2 separate regions of the Zea mays genome follow, and region 2 is linked to region 1. Evidence: chromatin contacts called from public Hi-C data. All regions are on one chromosome and are shown on one strand. The core of a region is the stretch at or near the end of the contact, and the rest is flanking DNA. Distances in the headings are between cores, read along the strand shown.

The links. A called contact is a pair of places that touch in the nucleus more often than the background predicts.
Region 2: a contact with region 1 is called in a Hi-C map of tassel, with 3 times the contacts expected there. The contact joins the promoter of LOC103653936 here to the promoter of LOC100502445 in region 1. A contact is called at or near these places in 2 of 25 Hi-C or Micro-C datasets (ear and tassel).

What each region holds. Positions count from the first base shown.
Region 1 is chr4:162,358,565-162,363,280 of Zm-B73-REFERENCE-NAM-5.0, forward strand. It overlaps LOC100502445, which reads left to right and starts at 2,277. Exons shown (of 3, transcript NM_001196923.2): 1 at 2,277-2,562; 2 at 2,677-2,782; 3 at 3,612-4,716. The coding sequence starts at 2,302. The coding sequence ends at 4,693.
Region 2 is chr4:162,732,757-162,737,871 of Zm-B73-REFERENCE-NAM-5.0, forward strand. It overlaps LOC103653936 (transcription factor bHLH94), which reads left to right and starts at 1,353. Exons shown (of 3, transcript XM_008680746.4): 1 at 1,353-2,048; 2 at 2,546-3,079; 3 at 3,718-4,073. The coding sequence starts at 1,707. The coding sequence ends at 3,840.

The DNA of each region.
Region 1 (4,716 bases), core at 1,027-3,526:
ATCCCATACTTGTGGTGAGACATGGGAAAATTTGTATTCTCCAAAATATCTTAGTGAACCCTCAAGTTCAGCCTTGATGTCGGACTTGGGAAGTGGATATAGTAGAAAGAGACCAAAAGCTTTTATGGCTTCCTCAATAATATGGACGTAGACAAGCTTGGTGGCAAGCTAAACCATTTGTTAACTTTTGTATCTTGTCCTTTATGTTTTGAATTGCAATATTTTCTTTTTACACGATCTAATTAGCTGTGTGTATCTGTGAGTGTAGATACTCTGTGGACTTGAACATCTTCAAGTTTGGGCTAAGTTTGATTTTTATAGTGTTGTTAAGCTCTATGTGTTGGCCAATAGTTTTACGACGTCACATAAAAATGGTGTAACACGACATCACCATAGAATTCTGTGAAAGTGTCGCAGTTTGTTAGACCTCTATAAATTTTATTTAATGTTAATTTTTTAAAACACTTATTAAGATATCTTCAACACTTTACTCATCCTATCTTAATCTCCTATTTTAAACGTCACTCTATGAACAATACAGTTTACAGTGCAAAACAGAGTTTTGAGTGATCATATAGGCAAACCGCGGACAGGGTCTTAGGATTCTTTCAAGAATACGCTATGAGGCTGACATACAAGTTTTAGGATTAATTTGGTAACCATTGAATAAGGAGATTTCTCACCAACAGATCACCTCTATTTTTCTGGCCACCAAACCAGCCTTGAAGAGATGCCCTCTCCCATGAAGGACGATGATCGAAGCTGAAGCCCACCACCAGAGCTGAACGGTGTGGACACCGGACCTTCTTTACGGCTGCTGCTCCCGGCCGTCGTCGTAGTCGCTTGTGGATCGAAACTGACGTCTCGCTCATTGGGAGGGCGGCGTCCGGCGAAGTCAGAGCTTGTGGATACGCAACCGGCGCCGTCGTGTACGCGACCGACGTGCGGTCAGGAGCTGCGAGCATCCATCCAACGGAGAAAAAAAAATCACGCAACCATGTATACTGTATGTACAAAGCACCGGCGCCGCTAGCCTGGCCATCTCTGGCTTTGCGGAATCGCATTCCCGTGCCCGACGACAACAAGCGCAGCATCCTGTTCCGGTTTCACGTTATTTTCTTGGCCTCGCGGTCGCGGCGCGCTTTGGCTGCAGAAAAAAGACCAGCGTCTCCCGCCGCACCCGCAGTCCTGCACCGTAGAGATCGGATTGTACAGGCATGTAGCATTAGGCTATTCAGCGGCTCTCGTATCTTATTCCCTACCATCTATTTTATCTACACTGTATAATACTCCCTCCGTTTATTTTTATTTGTCGTTGAATAGTTCAATTTTGCACTGTCCAGCGACAACTAAAATGAAACGGAGTGAGTAGTGTTTTGTACAACCATATATAGAGGTGCCCAAACGGGCGGCCCGGCCCGGGCCCGTCAGGCCCGACGGTTAATCGGGCCGTGCCCGGCCGGCCCCGTGCCGTAGCCGTGGCCCAGGCACGGCGTGCCGGGCCAGGCCGTTTAACTGGTCACGTTCTCCCGCCTAACTGAAGGACACTAACCAATATAACTCGTGAGCATTTGTTGTAAATAGCTAATATAAAATGTAAATATATATACTATGTTTTATAAAATAAAAAATATATAATCGTGCCGGCCAGGCCGGCACTGCGGGCCAAGACAGCGGCCCAAGCACGTCACGGTTCTCGTGCCGGGCCGGGCCCGGCACTATTAAACGGGTCGTGTTTCAGGCCGGTCCGTTAGGCACGGCTCATTTGGCCATCTATAACCATATATCATATTCATCGACGACCTTGGGCTAAGGCAGACCGACGGCCGCCCTAGGCCCCAGATCTATAGAGGCTTAATGCTAAATATAAATTCAGTAGTTAGACTATCAATGTATGATATAATAGTTTAGCAACAAAATACTAAAGAATTTATGGCTACGATGTTTTCATAATCCGATCTTATCTAAACATGTTAGAAGGAAATTTTAAAGTAATATTATAATATGTATCTTTTTATTTACTTATTGCTTGATATAGATATTTTTGATCTATCTTAAGTGTTTATATTGATAATATTTATGTATATAAAGAATTAGAATAGTCCTATTTTAAATTTTGTCCTGAACCCCTAAAATCCCAGGACCGCCACCTATCATATACATACATGATCTTCTAAATACCCGATCAGAGCGCTAAGCAGCAGAATCGTGTGACAACGCTAGCAGCTCTCCTCCAACACATCATCGACAAGCACCTTTTTTCGGTGTTTTTTTTTTGGAGAAGGCCGGAGTCGGGTTTGGATGGTCAACTCCGGCATACTGCCGAAAACAAACCAATCCGTCACCGTCAAGGCCCCGCACCGCTGGCCGCACGCAGGAAAAATAAGTTGCGACCGCGAGCGGGCGAATCAGAAAGGGCGTCCGGCCTTGGTCAGACACGACAGCGACGCGGAAAGGCTGCGCCCGCGGTGCCATCTACAAGGGTCCACGTCCATCCAAAAAGAGCGGTGCCCTGGACTTCTCCCTCGTGTTCCTACTTCCTACGCGAAGGAAGCCAGGCAGGTGCGCAGCTTTTCCAACCTTCCACCCCCCCCGTGCGGCGCTCCCACGCTGAGTCGCTGACCGCTCGCGCCTCTCTTCGCCTCCTCCTCACTCGCCGCGTCCTCCGCAGCACAGCCCACTCGCATCGGATCGCGCGCGGGGAGCGGCATGGCCGGCGACGACGGCAGCGGCGGGAGCGGAGGCGGCAACAGGGAGGACGAGGTCCACGTGCAGATCGCAGGTCAGTGTCAGTCCTCCGCTCGTTCTCTCTCTCTCCGACGGACAGTGTGAACTATGTCGGGTCGTCGTTGAGGATGCGATGAGAGGAGCGCGGGAAGGACTGTCGTAGATTGGATTTGCTCTGCAGTGCGTGGGTAGCCCCGAGTCCCCGACACATGTTCTTTTTTCTCGGGTTATGTCAGCGGCGGTACGTCGTTGGAACGCTCAAGCGCGAGAGGTGTTCGATGAATTACCTTCTGGTGTGTGGCGTACCGGTGGGTCAGTGGGTTTTTGGTTCGTGTACGGGATTGGGGTTGGGGTCATCTCCCTTCTTCAGTGCGCGCGCTCACGAGTCACGGCTGTCTTGTGATTGCTGCATCTGTGCCATGTGCTCGTGCGTGCGTTTTCAGTTACTGGCCATTGACACTGAGTGAATGTTCGGTTGGTCGTCCGATAGGGTTGGTTCAGCTGTTAATTACGACTCCAAGTATCTGAAACATTTCATGAGGATGTGTAGGGAACCTTACTTTATGCACTTCAATGGCCAGGCCAGGCCTGTATTATCTTTTTCTTGTTTGGGAATAATGATGTGAGCTTTAGGGGAGCAGCGCTGCTTCTTCTTTTTTTTTTCTCCAGAAAAAGTCATAGATATACCGTGGACAATTTCTTGTGTGCGGTAATTTTAGAGCACTGTGGGTTTGTGCCCTGTTCGTCAGGAAAAGTACCCAAGCTGGATTTCACTTGGTCTAAGAAACCAGCGTTTCAGTTTGGGGGTCTCCTGTTACCCTGAGTGCTTAGCATTTATAGTTCCGGATGACCTGTTCATAATGCCTTCTGTATGTTGTTTGCAGGATCATCCAAACCTGAAACCTCATCTACCAACGAAACAGCTCCTCAAAACTCTCATACCAAGCATTGGCATTGGTGGCTGATGGTAACTCTGAACATTTTCTTCCTCGTTGCTGGTCAGACAGCATCGACACTCCTTGGCAGGTTCTACTACAACCAAGGTGGAAATAGCAAGTGGATGTCCACATTTGTCCAAACCGCTGGCTTTCCAGTGCTGTTCGTCGCCCTATATCTGTTCCGTTCAAAATCGCCTTCTACACAAACAACCACCAGTAACCCTGAGACTTCTGTCACCAAAATTACTCTTATATATGTTGTCTTGGGCCTCATCATTGCTGCCGATGACTTGATGTATTCCTATGGCCTGTTGTACCTTCCTGTATCAACATATTCGCTCATTTGCGCTAGTCAGCTGGCCTTCAATGCTGTCTTCTCATATGTCCTAAATGCTCAAAAGTTCACCCCATTCATTTTCAACTCAGTAATTCTCCTTACCTTTTCCGCTGCGCTTCTTGGAGTTGACGAAGATTCTCAGGGTACCAATGGTTTATCGCGTGGGAAGTACATATTGGGTTTCGCATTGACCCTAGGAGCCTCGGCCACATACTCACTAATTCTCTCTCTAATGCAAGTCGCATTCGAGAAGGTTATTAAGAAGGAAACTTTCTCAGTCGTGTTGAATATGCAGATATATACAGCACTAGTGGCAACAGTAGCTTCTCTTATCGGTTTATTTGCAAGCGGCGAGTGGAAGACTTTAGAGGGAGAGATGCATGCCTTCAGCTCAGGGAGGGTGTCCTATGTGATGACACTTCTATGGACTGCTGTATCTTGGCAGATAGCTTCCGTAGGAGTGGTGGGTTTGATCTTTGTTGTGTCATCACTCTTTTCAAATGTGATAAGCACACTGGCTCTACCCATCATTCCGATTTTTGCTGTGATTTTCTTCCACGACAAGATGGATGGAGTGAAGATTATTGCTATGTTGATGGCCATCTGGGGATTCGTTTCATATGGATATCAATTATATGTCAGTGACAAGAAGGCTAGGAAGACTTCAGTCAGTGTGGAGGAGAATTCCTAAGCGCTTGTTGGCCTGTTACATTG
Region 2 (5,115 bases), core at 103-2,602, 370 kb after region 1:
AAAAGTTAACTAACTGCACTGCACTTGCCGGTTCGACGGTTTGTTCGCTACCATGTTCGGTTATGATGCACGCAAGATTAGCTGAAAAGCTGCTCAGATTCCCGTAGGAGATTATACTAATCCGGCATACTGTCATTTGGGGCTGTGCACATCCCGTGGCTGTGCTAGCTGGACCTTTTTTGCCATGTGTGTTCGCATGTACCGTCTCGAATCCGTCGCATGCATCGTGAGTAAACGAAAAGGAGATTTCTTCAGTTTTTTACAGGGGAGGAGCATAGTTTTGCCAGAGAACATGTTGCACACAAGGCTACATAAAAATAGAAAAGGAGTTACACCAAGAGGCAAATTCTTCATGCTTTTCGGCCACGCACCCGACGTTTCCATAGATGAGCTTCTTCAGCTGTGTCGTGTCGATGATTGACCGCTCTAGGACTTACGTTACCCTCCTCGATCGAGTAGCACAATAGTAGTGTTATTTTTTTACTCATGTGAATATGCTGCTGCTTGTCTCGTTGCTACTCCCTCCAGGGCCTCCACTCCACTGTGAATCCATGTGTCCGTGGCACTTGCCGCTGTCTCCAACTGTGCATCCCGTGTGTGATGGACAGCTGGTCCTCCGATCCTCTTCACGGGCATATAGCCGGTCTGGTTCTCAGAGGCATCCGGAGAAACGAGCTCTTCTTGCGTTGTACTCCTACGTACGTACGTGCAGGCACCTCATTAACTCGGGTTCTAATTGTCCTACTCGTCATTAATACCAGCTGAGACAACAGCACCACCATATTCCATGCTACTCCGGAGTACCCTCCCAACTTTTCTGTCTGAGCTCTGCTACACACCGCGGCGCGGCGTAGGGCTTATTAGTACGTATACATAAAAAGAACGCAGCTTAATTTGGCCATATCTGATGCATCCACACTGTTCCTCGGCAGAATCCCTATATCCAGATATCCTCCCTCTATGCTTAGGCTATACTAGGGATGGCAACGGAATTCCCGGTCGGGTTTTACCTTCACATCCCTATTCCCGTAACAAAAAAAAATTCTCCACAGAAATCTCTAGAAATCTCCACAAATGTTCGCAGGAGACATTTCTTTCTCATCCTCGTTCTCCACTGGATAAATATCCGTCAGGAATCACTGTCTCCGCTTAAATTATATTTAGAACATATTTTGTATGTTATTAATGCAAAACACTATCACTTGTAGATGTGAAAAAATCATTATGTGAACATCAAAATAAACACTTTTGTATAATAAGTGATTTTTTAACAATGTAATTATTTATTTCTGCAATTAATTAATAAATGAAATTATAATCCCATATAAGTTTAATGGGTCTTCCTGAGAAACATATACTCGTGGGAAACAGATACGAGAATGCTTCCACGTTCTTTACCCGTAGAGGGGAAGAAACTTTTACATCAACATTTTTAATGGAAGAATTCTCTGGGAGTAATCGTGGATCAGATCCGTTACCATCTCTAGCCTACACCACTAGCTAGGGAGAGAGAAACATACGCGTGCCCCAACGCAGAAACCTCAGATACGCATCAGTTGCCAGCAGCAGCCGACGCAGCGCGGGGAAGAGCCATAAGTAGTAGACGGCGGGCGGCGCGGCGGAGTCACCCCGCAAGCAAACGATACCCAGAGTGTCGCAAAGAGCTTACGAGTTACCACACGAGAAGAAGACACGCACGCGCCGTCATGCCGGCTCTAGTGGGCGCGCCGCCCGGCGACGCCACCGTGCTCGTCTACGACACCTTCAACGCCGCCAGCTTCCTCTTGGACACTGCCGCGTTCTGCGACGGCGCCGGCATTATTGCCGTCGCCCCGGCGTCCGCGAACCAGCAGCAGCATGCGCCGCCGGAGCGGGAGGCGCCGACTAGGGCCAGGAAGCGGCGGCGGCGGGCGCGGAACTGCAAGTCCAGGGAGGAGGCCGAGACCCAGCGGATGACGCACATCGCCGTCGAGCGCAACCGCCGCCGCCAGATGAACGAGTACCTCGCCGCGCTCCGCTCCACCATGCCGGAGGCCTACGTCCAGAGGGTACGTACGCGGCGCGTAGGCGTAGGCGTAGCAAACGGACACCGTCTCTCGTGTCGAGCGTGTGCCTTTCTTCGTCAGTCCTCTCTACCTGTTCTTCTAGCTAGTGCTCGTCAGAGGAAGAAAGCGCGATGGTGGCGGGGAATGTTTCTTCTGCGTAAGAGCCCCCTTTTTTTCTAGGTCAAACGTGGCTATTTTACGCCTGGCATTCAGGTCCTAGCTTTAATCCTTTAATTCCCTTGACTGTTGGATTTCTTTGTTCAGTCTGCCGGGCACAAAACAAACCATGCATTACTAAGGATTGATTAATGTGTCCCCCTCCGTCATTAACTTCTACACTAGTTCTTGCAGAGGGTTAGCTCAATGCTCCTTGCATTAGTGACTAGTACTAGTGTAGTAGTTAATTAAATCGGCAAATAATGTCACTGCATGTCTGTCCATAGTCCAGATAATAAATCGGCAAATCCTGGCAAAACTAACGGTTTCGAAAACGTTCGCAGGGGGACCAAGCTTCCATCGTGGGAGGGGCAATCGTGTTCGTGAGGGAGCTGGAGCAGCAGCTGCAGTGCCTCGAGGCGCAGAAGCGGAAGCTGCTGCACGTTCCGGCGGCGGCGAAGCCTGACGCGACGCCAGCGCACGCCAGCAGCAGCAGCACCAAGATCCGCGTGGATTCCGCGGCGGCGTCGACGAGCAACTGCAGCAGCAGCAGCAGCGTGACGGAGGACGCGGCGGGCCACGCGCGGCCGGCCCCGTTCGCGCGGTTCTTCACGTACCCGCAGTACCTGTGGTGCCACTCGGCGCGCGGTGCTGCTGCGGCGGCGGCAGCGGAGGAGGAGGAGGACGGCCGGCGGTTGGGGGTGGCCGACGTCGAGGTGGCCTTGGTGGAGGCGCACGGTAGCATCCGCGTGATGACGGCGCGGAGGCCCGGGCAGCTCGTCTGCCTGGTCACCGCGCTCCAGGCGCTCCGCCTCGCCGTGCTCCACCTCAGCGTCACCACGCTGGACGCCCTTGTCCTCTACTCCATCAGCGTCAAGGTGCGCGCGTTCGCTGCTGCTCTAATAAGTTTTTCCCAATGAAAAATTAAGCTTTGAACACAAACCGATGCACACACAGCTCGAAAACTAGAGCGAGCAGCAAAGAAGTTTGCGTTTGCGTCGTCCATTGATGCTTCGGCAGAATCCATCTTTAAGTAGTACTTGTAGGCCTGGAACAAAAGCGTGCCATATATTATTCTCCTGCTGCTGGATGTGTAGACCAAAACAAACATCCAGGGGTCATGACATGAGTGATCACATCGCTGCGGTCCGGCTGGCAGGAGAGGTCCTTTCCACCTTTCCTGCACCACCAAACTGGAACTGGAAGCAGTGCATGCATGCATTATTGTTGCGATGTTGGAGGCGAATCGACATTTTCTCGCCCAAATCTAGCTCTGATGAGAATCCAATGGGCGGGCCTGACACGAACACTGTACACCTGAGTCTTTTCTTGCTCCCCGCCGGTAGTAGTAGTACCAACTGTGTAGTAGTAGTAGTATTTTTGGACACGGCATCGGCAGTTGGACACTGTGGCGTAGTTTACGACCACACGGGCAGTGGTGGATCGGAGGCTCATGTGTACCCGCAGATTCCCACCCACCCCTCCCTGTTCTCATGACCTCGTCTGTGCAGTGCAGGTGGAGGAAGGGTGCGGCCTGGCGACGGCGGACGACGTCGCGGCCGCTGTGCACCACGTGCTTTGCATCGTCGACGCCGAGGCCACCGACCAGCAGCTGCTCGCGGCAGCGCGGCCGCAATAGGGCCGACCGACGTCGTCCCCGGGTCCATCGAGGAGGCGAGCGTAGATGCGACGTGGCTGAAAAGGCCATGTACAGGCATAGGCGTCTTCAAGGCTCCGTTCAAACGCTTCGGTGTAATTTTGTAGTTTCATCTCTGTCTTTTTGGCTGTTTTTTTTCTTTTCGTAGTACTTGTTACTAGTACATGCATGTGTAAGCGTCTTTTCGGCAAGCAACTCTACAGATTTTTGTTCAAGGACGTGTAGGCGGCCGCCACCAAAAAAAATATTTAACGTTAGGTATGTACCGAACATATACGTGTCGCTGGCCAGTGAGTCAGGTATGTACCGAACACTGTCGAAGTTGATGCCATCGTCGACATCGGCCTTGATCGTGAGTGGACGACCTAAAGATTTAATGTTAGTTAGGGTGATAATCGACTCTAAATTTTATACTATAAGATTTAATGATCGAATCGAATTAGAATCGGGTTATATTTCTATTTATTTTTAAACTAAAATTTATTTAGGGATCTAACTATTTTATAAAGAAGCATTTGGATCACGCTTTATTACCACCCCTAATGTTAGCTAGTGTTGTAAAAATGATCCCAGGGCCTTCTGGGGCCCACTAATCAGGTTATGGCGGCCCGGGTTCGATGCGACACAGAGACAATAATGATGGTGTCGAGACTCTTCGCCGCCCGCCATAAAAAGCACGATTATGGACACATGGATAGCTAAGATATATACGGACAAACACAACCTTACTAGGGTAGAACGTTGAGTTTTACCACATCACAGTAGCTCCTTCTCACCGGTGGCCGACTCTCACCTTAGTTTATAAAAGGAGGAGGTCGGCCAGAAGACGAGGAGGACGGAAGAAGAACATACACACTCGACGAGACGAGAAGACCCGGAGGGCGGAACCAAGGCGCGAGCCACCACGATGTTCAAGGCTTAGCTTAGGTTCTCTTTGAAACCTCTAAAACTAATAGTTACTTACTAAAAATTAGTTGTTAGGTTCCAAATAGTCTCAGCTAATACCGCTGCTAATTGTTAGCTACCTCATATCTATCAATTAGTTCGCTAGCTGCCTCAACCTAGCTAATAATTTTTAGCTGGCTAATTATTAGCTCTAGGAGTTCCAAACAGGACCTAAATGCTAGCGCAAGCCTGATCGCTTGGTTTTAATCCATACACAATATTTATATCCAGAGACAGATGAAAAAAGTAGTTACGTCTGCTATCATGGAATGGAGGGAGTATAAGTTTTTCTATATAAAACTTTTTCTTTCC